Regions from separate parts of the Sus scrofa genome. Here region 1 is linked to region 2. The links are chromatin contacts, called in public Hi-C maps. All regions are on one chromosome and are shown on one strand. Each heading gives the region's core, a stretch centred on a gene start, on an enhancer-like site or on the middle of the called end of the contact. The rest is flanking DNA. Distances are from core to core; before and after follow the strand shown. Region 1 has its middle 31 kb from the start of CPN2. Region 2 has its middle 18 kb from the start of HES1.

Region 1 (6,413 bases), core at 3,506-6,005, 150 kb before region 2:
TCCCCCTCACCCCTCCCCAGTGTTTGGGTGGGGGACGAATGGAAAGGAAGACGATGTTGAAATGTAGCCCTTCGAAATGCTATATAACCTTATACAGAACTGTGCGTGATTCTCTTACACAGGCTCTCAAGCTAGAGCTTTGCACATCAGCAATTTGCTGGACTCTAGACTCAGCCTTCCTGAAACTCCCATCGGTGTCTGTTTCCTGCATCACACCTCAGATGGCTTCCCGTGGGATCCTGGATAGAACCCAAACCCATCAACTTTAAATTCAAGTCCCCCTTCCCCCTCTCCGGGTAGCTTCGGCTGCCTCTTTTCCAGCCAGACATCCTGTTTACAGCTCCCAGACAGGACACAAGTTGGGGGTCTCACCTTTTGAGGACAGGGCAGAGGAGTGGTTCAGAGTGTGAGGTCCAAATTTGGACATGTTCAGGCTCCCTCATGCTTGGGCTGTGATGGCCATGCAGCCTCCAGGAAGCCCACTCTGATTTCCCCTCCCCACACCATGCATCCCTCCAGTGTCCACCCGCTCCAAATGCCATCCCTCCTCCCACCCACTCCAAATGCCATCCCTCCTCCCACTCCCCCGAACAGCACAACCTCCTCGTGTTACCTATTTCGTGGTCATTTATTTGTGTGTTTTTCTGTTCTCTCCACCCGGACTCTCTGTGCCCCTTAGAGTGCCTGCATGAATAATGACCAAAAAAAGACAGAAACCCACCAGGAGCTGCAGCCAGAGCTGACCATCCAGCCCACTTTGGGGACTTTGTGCTCAGTGCACCCCACCTCTAAGACAGGTGTCTATGAGGTGGGCCTCTGATCTGTCTCTTCCCTGAGAAGTCAGAGGAATAATTGTGAACAAAAAATGAGTATGACTCTTGACAAACCTAGGCTCAGTGGCTGACACCCAACTCTCAAAGCCAGCCCCTCCCTGTGTCATCTCTGCAGGCCACCTCCCACTGTGTTCTCCGGTGCAGTTTTCCTGTGTTTCTGCACCCTGCCTCAGCGCACGCCCAGGCAGATAGGACAGGAAAGACCTGGGCCTCCACAGGCCCCCTCTGAAGTTCATAAGGTGCCTGACCTATGGAGGAGTAAGGTCATAGCTCACAAGGACCACCCCCTGAGGAAGAAGAGGGGGTGAGTACATGAACTTTGGGCACCCAGGATAATTGACCCTGGGCAAATTCTTTCCTTTCTCTGGGCCTCTTTTTCCCCATCTGTCGTTCAAGAGAATTGGCTCAGGTAATCTGGAACATTCCATCTAGCTCTCTGATCCAGAGATTTTTTTTTTTTTTTCTGTATCTGTGGCCTATGGAAATTCCCAGGCCAGGAAAGGAATCTGATCTGGAGCTGCAGCCTACACCACAGCTGCAGCAACACTGAATCCTTAACCCACTGTCTACAGCAGGAACTCCGCCTCTGATCCAAGGATTTTGGGGGAAGCTGTAGGGAGGGTTTGTCAGCACTCAGCACAGCCTGATCATAGGAGGCCTGACCAAACAGTAATCAGAGCAGCACTTCTAAACCCTGATGCAGCTAGATAAAATGCAGACTCTGATTCAGCGGATCCGAGATGGGGCCTCAAATCTGCATTTCTAGCAAGTCCCAGCTGATACCAGTGCTGTGTATCCTGGTCCACAGTTTAGCCCTGGTTCTCAAGGTAGGTCCTGGGACCTTGATAGAGCTAGTTAGGCCCCACTGCATTCCTACCGAGGCAGAAACTCCAGGTTTTAACAGCCTTGCAGGGATTCTGATGCACGCTCAAAGCAGTAGGAACCACTGCTTTAAGGGAACAGGTTCTGAATTTGGAGGTACGTAGGAAATGCCTCAAGAGTTTTTTAAAAATACTGGCATCCAGGTCCCTCTCCCAGGGTTTCTAATTTAATCAAAATGGGGCGCCTCCTGGGCAATAGGATTTTTTTCAAGCTCACCGAGTGACTGTGTTGTAAGCCCAGTCACCTGATGAGTGTTAGAATGTACGGAAGAGGTCAGGCCCCACGCCTAAGCCTGCGGGGCTCCTGGACGCGCTCTCTGGACCATGGCCAGTAGGGCGCGCTGTTGCGCCGTCTGGGAGGCTGGGCGGCTGCGGTTCAGGCTCCTCCCCACCTGCGGCTCGAGCAGCTCTGGGGCTGGCGGACCGGCGCCAGCGGGAGCGGCTCCTGGCCGAGGCGGCCCTCCCTCATGCATCTGTATCTAGTTAGTGCTGGCCGCGGCCCCGCCGCGCTTGACGTCAGTGATAGGCTCGGTACTGGGCAGATGCGGCCGTTGCAGCCGCTTGGCACAGGTTCTTCATTAGGTCAGCCCTGCTGCCCACCTCCTCCAGGCAAGACCCCAGGCTTATCCAGGGTACCTAGCCTTTTGTTAAGGCTCCTCCGATGATGGGGAAGGAAGCCCCTCCCCATTTCCACCTGACCAAGGCACCAGAATCCTTTCCCACCCTCCCCCACAAGCTCCCTGCCCCTCCCCTGTCTCATCAGGACCCTAAGGGTCCCGAGAAATCTAATAGACCCTAGTTCCCCAGCCCAGATCCTCCAATCTGCTTGGTCAGCTGCAGGAACCAACTCTTACCTTTCTTTTTCTTTCTGAGTTTCTCTTCTCCTTAGCTGTCCATGGCTCAGTTCCTGCCCTGCTGCCTGCTCCTTTTCTCTTTTATCTGAGTTGTATCAGGTATTCCAAGGTGATGTGTTTTCATACGTAGAAGTGGAAGAGATGCCGCCAGAGATTGCCTAGGTTTAATATGATAAGCCAGTGATATTTGTAAGGAACATTATGTTGATGCAGATGAGTTATGGTGAGTTCTGGTTGTTGATAAGTTTGGTTTTTTTTTTTTTTTTTTGGTCTTTTTGCCTTTTTCTAGGGCCTCTTCCCGTGGCATATGGAGGTTCCCAGGCTAGGGGTCGAATCGGAGCCGTAGCCACCGGCCTATGCCAGAGCCACAGCAATGCGGTATCATCCGAGCCGCATCTGCAACCAACACCACAGCTCATGGCAACGCCAGATGCTTAACCCGCTGAGCAAGGCCAGGGATGGAACCCGCAACCCCAAGGTTCCTAGTCGGATTCGTTAACCACTGCGCCACGACGGGAACTCTTGTTTTTTTTTTTTAATTTAAAAAAAATTTTTTAACTTTTTTTAGGCAGGGGTGGGGATTTATTCTAGAGGAGAGAGCCTGGTCAGATTCGGTCATACTCTACTATCTAGCTTTCTGCATCAGCTGAGCACATCCCTGGAGTTGCTTTTCCCAGCCAGGATGCCAGAGCTGCCTTTATCATAAATGCGCCGTTAGAGTTGCCTTTATTATAAATGCTCCATTTCACCACTGCTTTTGCTCCCCTCCACTGTGTTTGATCTTCTGGGCTGCTGTGTGAGATTTCATCTGGAGAAAGGCTTTGTGGGTAAAATCAGCATGAACACCTCTGGTCTGGATGATGCCTGGTGACCCTTCTGACTTCGGCAGCTCACACCTCCAAGAGGAAGAGAGGAGGTCATTCTGAGAAGCAGGAAGCAGGCTTCATTCCTGCTCTGACCTTGACCCTGAGTGTCTGTTCCTAGTTCTTCCATTTCACAACCCTGCCCCTCCTGACCATGTGGGGTGGGCATTCCCTGCAGCCACAGAAGAAGAGAGAGACACAGATGGTCAACAGTGGGCAGGTGGCAGTGATCCAGGCCAGCCTAGATGGGGAAAACGAGGGAAGGGACTTGCTCAAGGTTACATAGCTGGTTCTCAACAGAGCCCGTCTCAAATGAATCCGTCAGAACTGCTGCTGGGTGCCAGGTTGGACACGCTTAGGCAGCGTTGAAGGTGTGATGGCTGGGTTCCAAGGGGAGCCAGTTGGCTTAATTTGGCGAATATTAGTCTCTCTTAGAATCCAGATGAGCAGACCCCTTGCCAGAGGCAGCTATCCTTCCAAGGTTCAGCCTGACCCTGGAGCAGCAGACACAGCAGGATGCTGGCTGGAAACAGCCACCCTAGGGCTCAGAGAGGAGTTCACCTGCCTGGTATGGGCCCCCTCAGGGGACTGAAGGCCAGGGAAGAGGTGTAGCAGATCAGGACGGATCAGGCACCTTCCAGCATAGCTTCTGAAAGTAAAGGGCTGAGCCCCAGATTGGATCTCAGAGAGTCTGGCAGGTGGGTGGCAGCCAAGGGGATCCAGGGAGCCGAGTGTTTGGGCCAGTTTCCCAGTTGCCTTGGCAGTGCATCTGGCCAGAGCCCAGTGGGAAGTCAGGGACTTAGGAAGCAGATGCTTGAGGAGGAGCAAGGGGATTCGAACTCTTGTCGTGTGGGTAAGAAATTAGGGCAGGGCAGGAGGGAGGACCCAGAGCCACTGGGCAGTTAGCAGAAGAGTGACCAGAGTAGAGTGGGACATAGGTTCAGGACTTTGACGTGTCCCCGCCACAGTTCTGTTTTCCGTGTTGACAGAGACTCTGACCCTACTCCACTGGGAGTGCCTCTTTCCCTCTCTTTGGGTTATGTAACATGTATCTGTGTGTGTGTGTGTGTGTGTGTGTGTGTGTGTGTGTGTGTGTGTGTAGACGTTTCCTGTTTTCTGGGTCTCTGCCTCCAATTCCTATCAGTTTCATAAAACCCAGAGAAAAAAGATTCTGTCTGTAACCTCAGTCGCCTATTCCAGGCTCACCATCAGGAAATCCTGTTCCCACCTTGCCCGAAGCCCTGTGCTGTAGTTTAAGTCCCTCCAGGTGGGGCTGGCAGGGTCCCTGGGACTTACTCCAAAGGCCCCAGGGAAACTGGCTGGGCTGTTTCCTGAGGAATGCTCGCTTCCACATTGCAGACTCCAAGCACGTGCCCTCTCCGCCTGAGGTCTTGAATGATGCTGCTTTTGGGGGCGGGTGGGGGGGGTGTGGTGGGGAGCCCAGCTAGTGATTTATTGTCTGTTTACTCTCAGAAAGCTCATGTTCATGCCTGCTGGTGGAAGGGTTGGAGGGATGGAGGGAGGGAGGGTGTGTCCTCTGAGTTGCAGAGGGAGCCAGCGGAATGACTTACCCCTGTCCCTGCCGGGTGGCCTGTTACCTTGTCCTCCCTGCCTCTCTCCACCTGATGAGAAGCAGAATGCACTTCTACCCCATTTGGGAGGCTTCAGGCACGTTTTCTGCTCTGAGGCCACTGAATGCAAAATGCTACCCAGATGACAGGGAAGGAGGAAAGAATGAGGCTGGGGGAGCAGTGCTCTGTGCCGAATCTGTACTGGATCTTCATGTGGCGTCACTAGGAAGGAGGTACTGCCTCCATGTCACAGATGAGAAAGCTGATGCTCAAAGAAAGCTGAGTCTAAAGTGTCTGAAGTCACATAGAAGTGAGCAGAGTTGGGATCCAACCTCTCGTCTGGCGAATAGCAACACTCATGCTTTTCCTCTCACCTGGGTTACTGCATTAGAACCTCATCCTCATTCAGTCTGTCCTTTTATTTTTATTTTTTATTTTTAAAAAATGATTTCCATTTTTTTCATTATAGCTGGTTTATAGTATTCTGTCAGTTTTTTACTGTACAGCAAGGTGACCCAGTCACACATAGATATATACACTCTTTTTTTCTCACATTATCATGCTCCATCATAAGTGACTAGATATAGTTCCCAGTGCTATACAGCAGGATCTCATTGCTTATCCATTACAAAGGCAATAGTTTGCATCTATTAACCCCAAATTCCCAGTCCATTCCACTCCCTCCCCCTCCCCCTTGGCAACCACAAGTCTGTTCTTCAAGTCCATGAGTTTCTTTTCTGTGGAAAGGTTCATTTGTGCGGTATATTAGATTCCATATATAATTGATATCATAATGTATTTGTCTTTCTCTTTCTGACTTACCTCACTCATGAGAGTCTCTAGTTCCATCCATGTTGCTGCAAATGGCATTATTTTGTTCTTTTTTATGGCTGAGTAATATTCCATTGTGTATATATACCACATCTTCTTAATCCATTGAAATGTCAATGGACATTTAGGTTGGGGTCCAATCTCTTATCTGGCTAATACCAACACTTGTGTTTCCTCTCACATGGGTCACTGCATTAGAACCACATCCTCATTCAGTCTGTCCTTTTAAGCAGATATTACCAACCCAAGCTGTTTCAAGCCCGTGGGAGTCAGCAGTGAACAAGGCAGGTCCTGCCTTCATCGAGCTTCCCTGATTGGGGAGAACAAGACAAGCATAAGAAACAAGTCAGTCATAATAGGTGTCTTAGTCAGCTTGGACTGCTCTAACAAAATGCCATTTATTGGGTGGCTTAATTAAAAAATAAAAAACATTTATTGGAGTTCTGGTCATGGTTCAGCGGAAATGAAACTGACTAGCATCCACGAGGACACAGGTTCGATCCCTATCCTCGCTCAGTGGGTTAAGGATCCAGCGTTGCCGTGAGCCGTAGCTTGGATCTTGTTGCTGTGGCTGTGGCGT
Region 2 (5,607 bases), core at 2,871-5,370:
TAAACACACACACACACACACACACACACACACAATGATGTGTGATTACGTTCATTTGCCATGTATCAGTTTTGCTACAAATTGGCTTGTGGAATGAGAACTACCAAGCAATAGTAGGCAACTCATATCTAAATGTTGCAGGTCACTGGAATTGACCTTTTTTTTTTTTGCTTTTTAGGGCCCCACCTGCAACACATGGAGGTTCCCAGGCTAGGGGTCTTATCGGAGCTGTAGCTGCCAGCCTACACCACAGCCACAGCAACGCAGGATCCGAGCCACGTCTGCGACCTACACCACAGCTCAGGGCAACGCCAGATCCTTAACCCCCTGGGCGAGGCCAGGGATCGAACCCACAACATCATGGTTCCTCGTCAGATTCGTTTCTGCTGTGCCACCACGGGAACTCCTGGAATTGTCTTTAAAAGAAAAAGAAAAAATGTTGCAAAAGAAAAACTATCAAATAAGAAAACACTTTTGTACAGAGAGGAAAATGACTATTAAAGGAAAATAATAAATGGAAACCAAATCTTGAAAACGTTCTGTGTTCGGTTACAATCGTTCCATAGTGTTTATGGATATTTGGGGACACGAAACAACATGACTTTCATTCCTGGCACAAGTCATTGGTGCAGGTGAGATGAAGTGGACCAGGCTGGGGCCTGGGTCATAGCTGTGTTGTATGGGGCCAGTGGGAGCCACGAAAGATTGGAAGGGGAGAAGGGGGAAGTGGGAGCTGTGTTTTAGCACAGACATCAGTAGTCTAGTAGTGAGAGATGGTGGAGGGAGAGCAAAGGCAAAGAGCCTAACTCTGAGGACATAGCAATAACTGATGTGCAAAATATTGAGACACTTGAGCTGGGGTGAAGATGATGGGATAGATGTGGTGGTATCGGGAAGGAATTTTCTAAGCTCTGGATGAAAGATGATGGCAGGTCGATGCGGGGGGAATGGAGAAAGGAAAGACAGCTCTGAGCCTGGCAATCTGGGAGGACAGTGCTCATTAGACCCTTCAGTGCTGCTCTGGCCAAGATTATTGAGCACTTGAAATGTGGCTAGTCTGAATTAAGAAGTGTTGTCAGCATAACACAGACACCTATTTCTTTGCATTTTTTTTTTCTATTTTCGTCCACACCCGCAGCATACAGAAGTTCCGAGGCTAGGGGTCGAATTGGAGCTGCAGCTGTGCCAGCCTACACCACAGCCACAGCAACACGGGATCTGAGCCACGTCTGCACCATACACTGGAGCTTGCAGCAACCCGGATCCTTACCCACTGAGTGAGGCCAGGGATTGAATCTGCATCCTTGTGGATGCTACTTGGGTTCTTAATCTGCTGAGCCACAATGAGATTTCTCCAGACACTTATTTCAAAGACCGTAAAAAGAAAGTAAAGTATCCCATTAATAATTTTGCATATGGAGTACATGCTGAAATAATATTTTGAATATATTGGATAAAATAAGATGTTAAAATGAGTATTAATGTTTCTTTGTACTTTAAGAAACATGTGGCTACTAGAACATTTTTAAGTGCACATGTGGAATTCCTGTTGTGGCACAGCGGTAACGAACTCAACTGGTATTCATGAGGATGTGGGTTCCATCCATGGCCCTGCTCAGTGGGTTAAGGATTCAGTGTTTCTGTGAGCTGTGGTGTAGGTTGCAGCCTTGGCTCAGATCCCCCATTGCCGTGGCCATGGCATAGGCTGGCATCTGCAGCTCTGATTTGAGCCCTGGCCTGGGAACTTCCATATGCCACAGGTGTGGCCGTAAAAAGAAAAAAAAAAAAATTGCAGATGTGGCTCACATTTGCTCTCTGTTGGCATCACTGCTCCATGGGTTCTCCATTGCCTTTAGGGTCAGACCCAATTCCTCACCGAGACTGGCAAGGCCCTGTGCCACCTGCCAGCCTTTGTGGCTTCCGTGATGGTCACGGTCCCCTTGGTGAGCATGTTTCAGGCACGCTGGCTTTGCTGTTCCCAGGCACAGCAGTGCTCTTTCCATCAGGCATTCCCCGGCTGTGGCCCTGCCTGTCATGTTCTCACCTGAGAGCTTGACTCGCTGGATCCTTCCACCCTTCACAGGTCAGCCAGTGCCGACGTTCTCTTCAACAAAAGATTCCTCCCCCACTCCCCACCACACTATGTCATCACCTTATTTTATTTTCCTCAGGAGACTTTGTCAATAGAGAGCAACTTCAGCTCTGAGAAAGCTGGGACCCCCATTTGCATTCTTTTGCTTTGTACCTCCAGGTCTGGCACCTAATGGGTGTTTAATAAATATTGGATAAATGAGTGAATAGAGAAGTCGAAAACCATTGAAAAGCAGGAGGAGTGAGGAGTGTCTGCAGGAGTTCCTGATGTGGCTCAGCGGAAAGGCATCCGACTAGCATCTGTGAGGACACAGGTTTGAACCCTGGCCTTGCTCAGGGTGTTAAGGATCTGGCATCGTCGTGGGCTGTGGTGTAGGTCACAGACACGGCTTGGATCTGGCATTGCTGTGGCTGTGGCGTAGACTGGTGGCTACAGCTCCGATTGGACCCCTAGCCTGGGAACCTCCATATGCCGTGGAAGCAGCCCTAAAAAGACCAAAAAAAAAAAAAAGAGTGTCTGGATTGTTTACTGCTGTGTAACAAACCACCCTCAAACTGAGTGGCTTGAGAACTGAAACCAGCTGGCCCCACGATCAGTCTGGACACTGAACAGAAACCATATCTTATTAACATCCCTTTTACGTTGAGGTGACTTTGTGCAATATTTCTGTCTTCATTAGCAGGCCTTTATTATTCCTCTGTCTTCATCAGTGAGACTTTATTTCTCCAGGAGTCTCCTGCCAAAGAAAGTGGTTGGATTGCTCATTAAAGCAACTTCCCATCATTCTTAAATGGAAAACATCGACAAGCAGTTTGTGCTCTGCATTTCCCAACTGGAAATCCTTGCCCTGCGGTATCCGCCAGTTTGTGGATCGTGCAATGGTGATTTTTGCCCAGTTCCAATCAGGTTGCCTTATTGCAAAGCTGCCTTAAAACAAGCCTCCAATTATCACTAAGTTCTGACCTTCCCTTCCCTCTTTGGGGACACTGACAAAACTGCCAGGTGGTGGTCACCCTCACTGCGGTGAGCAATGCCCCCAGCTTTGTCACAGGAACAGCGTGCGTTGGTTTGACTGGGGAGCCAGCTCTAACAGGTCTAAAACAATCACCATTCTAGGATCCCTCATCATGCTGTGGGTTGACTGGGCTCAGCTCTGCTCCACGCGCTGCAGCTATTTCAGGACCCCACCAGCTGCAACACCCAAGGTGGTTCGCTCGCCTGCCTGATGCCTCAGCAGTGATGGCTGAAAGGCCAAGCTCAGCTGGGCTGCTGGGGTCGCAGGATCTCTCTCCACATGGTCTTGAGGCTTATCCCTCTCGGGGAGGTTGCTCCACCTGGTCTCCCCACAGCGCAGCTGATTTCTTTCTCTTTTTTCTTTTTTTTTTTTTTTTTGTCTTTGGTTTTTTTAGGGCCATACCCACAGCATATGGAGGTTTCCAGGCTAGGGGTCTCATCGGAACTGTTGCTGCCGGCCTACACCGCAGCCACAGCAACACCAGATCCAAGCCATGTCTGTGAACTACACCACAGGTCACAGCAGCGCAGGATCCTTAACCCACTGAGCGAGGCCAGGGGTCGAACCCACAACCTCATGGTTCTTAGTCGGATTCGTTTCCACTGCACCATGATGGGAACTCCCACACAGCTGACTTTTTACACGGCAGCTCAGGGCCCCCGAGTGTGCAAAAGAAGAGACTGCCCGGGCTTCTTAAGGTCGGAGCCCAGGACTGACCCAGCAGCCTCTCTGTTGCCTTCTATTCATTAAAACAGTTACAGGGCTGGACCAGAATTAAGAGGAAGAGGAAAACTCTGCTTCTCTCCTAGGGGGATGACAACAAATTTGCCTCCACCAAAATCTACTGGAGGGCTGAATTCAGGGCTTTAAAGATCCTCCTTAGCCATCAAGATTGGGAAGAGAGTGGAGCAGGGCGGAGATGGAGGGGAGGGTTCCCCTCAATCCTCAGGCTGACTTGAATCCTGTTGGTGAGCAGAGGAGCCCAGCAGTGTTTTCTGAGTAGCTACAACACGCCAGCAGGCCCTGAGTCATCTTAGCAGAGGCGTGTAAAGAAAAGCCTCGAATGTCTCTGGGTGCCGTGCTAACAGTGAGAGCCCTGACAAAGACTCTCAGGACCCAGGGAAATAATAATAATTAAATGTTGAGCTGATTGTACCAGTCATTAAGATAGCTGGCATTCAGGAAAGGGAGATATTTCCTCTAAGTTATTATCAAAGGCATTTTTAATGTATAAACATTGAAGCTATACACGTAGCATATTGGATTTCCCTCTGTGGTACAACAGGATTGGCAGCATCTTGGGAGCACTGGGTCACAGGTTCAATCCCCAGCCAGGCGCGGGGGTTAAAGGATCCATCTCTGCCACAGCTACATCATAGTTCGCAACTACAACTGTGGCTTGGATCGGTTCCCTGGCCCAGGGATCCGATCCCTCCATATGCTGCAGGGCAGCCAAAAACAAAAACAAAAGTAGCATAACTATTTGTGGAGTATTTGGGAAACAGGGAAAGGAAAGTAAAACCAGCCATATCCTAACAGCCACTCTGATTGTTCATTTCAGGCTGGTTCTGTGAGTGGGTGCTGTTGATGCCCTTGGGACGCTGCTAAGGAACAGGTGGCTTTATGGGGCTGAGCTGTGCTTACATGCAGGGTTACAGAGGTCTTCTCAGTCCCATGGGAAGGGGCTGGGAGAAACGGGCTTGGGCAGGGCTCTTTGGGGCTCTCCAGTGGCTCAGCAGGCTACGGTCAGTCTCCTGGGCACTTCGCAGAAGGCTCATATCGGTGAAGCCCTGGTGGAGCAAGCAGGTGTCCTGGGGTCTGAGGTCATGCCTGGATGTGGGAAAGGAAGGGACAGAAGGAGGGGAGGAAGAAGAGAGGGCAAGCAGAGACAAAGCTTGCCTCGGAGGCAGGGGTAGGTGACAGTCGCTCGTATACTTATTTGCCTACTTACTCAACTGAGCTTTACAGAGCCCCTACTGTGTGCCAGGCATTGTAAAGGTCCTGAGGATGCAGGGTGGCCTTAAAGGGCAGCTCACAGCCCGTGTGCTATGCGGGTCATGGGAGAAATACCAATGGCAGCATAGCACTCAGTGGAAACTCAACAGAAATATTCATAAGGAGGAGGGTTAGGCGAGGCTTCTGAGGAGGTAGAGTCCAAGGTGAGACCCAAAGGCTAAATATCAACCAAATGGATGGTGAGAGTGAACTGTACACAGGAGACATTTTTTTCCAGGTGAAGGAATAGTAAATTAAGACCTGAGATATTGGGGGAGTTCCCGTCGTGGCTCAGTGGTTAATGAATCCAACTAGGAACCATGAGGTTTCAGGTTTGATCTCTGTCTGGCCTCGCTCAGTGGGTTAAGGATCCAGCAGTGCCGTGAGCTGTGGTGTAGGTCGCAGATGTGGCTCAGATCCCACATTGCTGTGGCTGTGGTATAGGCCGCCGGTGGCTATGGCTCCGATTCGACCCCTAGCTTGGGAACCTCCATATGCCATGGGA

What was found. Hi-C and Micro-C count contacts between places; a contact is called where the count stands out from the background.
Region 1: a contact with region 2 is called in a Hi-C map of mesenteric adipose tissue, with 1.9 times the contacts expected there. The contact joins two enhancer-like sites. A contact is called at or near these places in 1 of 5 promoter capture datasets (liver), 12 of 47 Hi-C or Micro-C datasets (adipose tissue, embryonic fibroblasts, fetal heart ventricle and 6 more) and 2 of 2 datasets of contacts at active chromatin or transcription factors (alveolar macrophages and skeletal muscle).

The regions. Positions count from the first base shown.
Region 1 is chr13:131,303,448-131,309,860 of Sscrofa11.1, reverse strand. No RefSeq gene overlaps it. Among named protein-coding and RNA genes, the nearest start is that of CPN2, 31 kb to the left of the region's middle. Within about 2 kb of position 4,755, at least 26 of the 83 cell types and tissues checked have an H3K27ac peak or open chromatin away from gene starts, as enhancers often do. A contact at or near this core is called in mesenteric adipose tissue and subcutaneous adipose tissue, where this site is marked.
Region 2 is chr13:131,150,799-131,156,405 of Sscrofa11.1, reverse strand. No RefSeq gene overlaps it. Among named protein-coding and RNA genes, the nearest start is that of HES1, 18 kb to the right of the region's middle. Within about 2 kb of position 4,120, at least 5 of the 83 cell types and tissues checked have an H3K27ac peak or open chromatin away from gene starts, as enhancers often do. A contact at or near this core is called in mesenteric adipose tissue and subcutaneous adipose tissue, where this site is marked.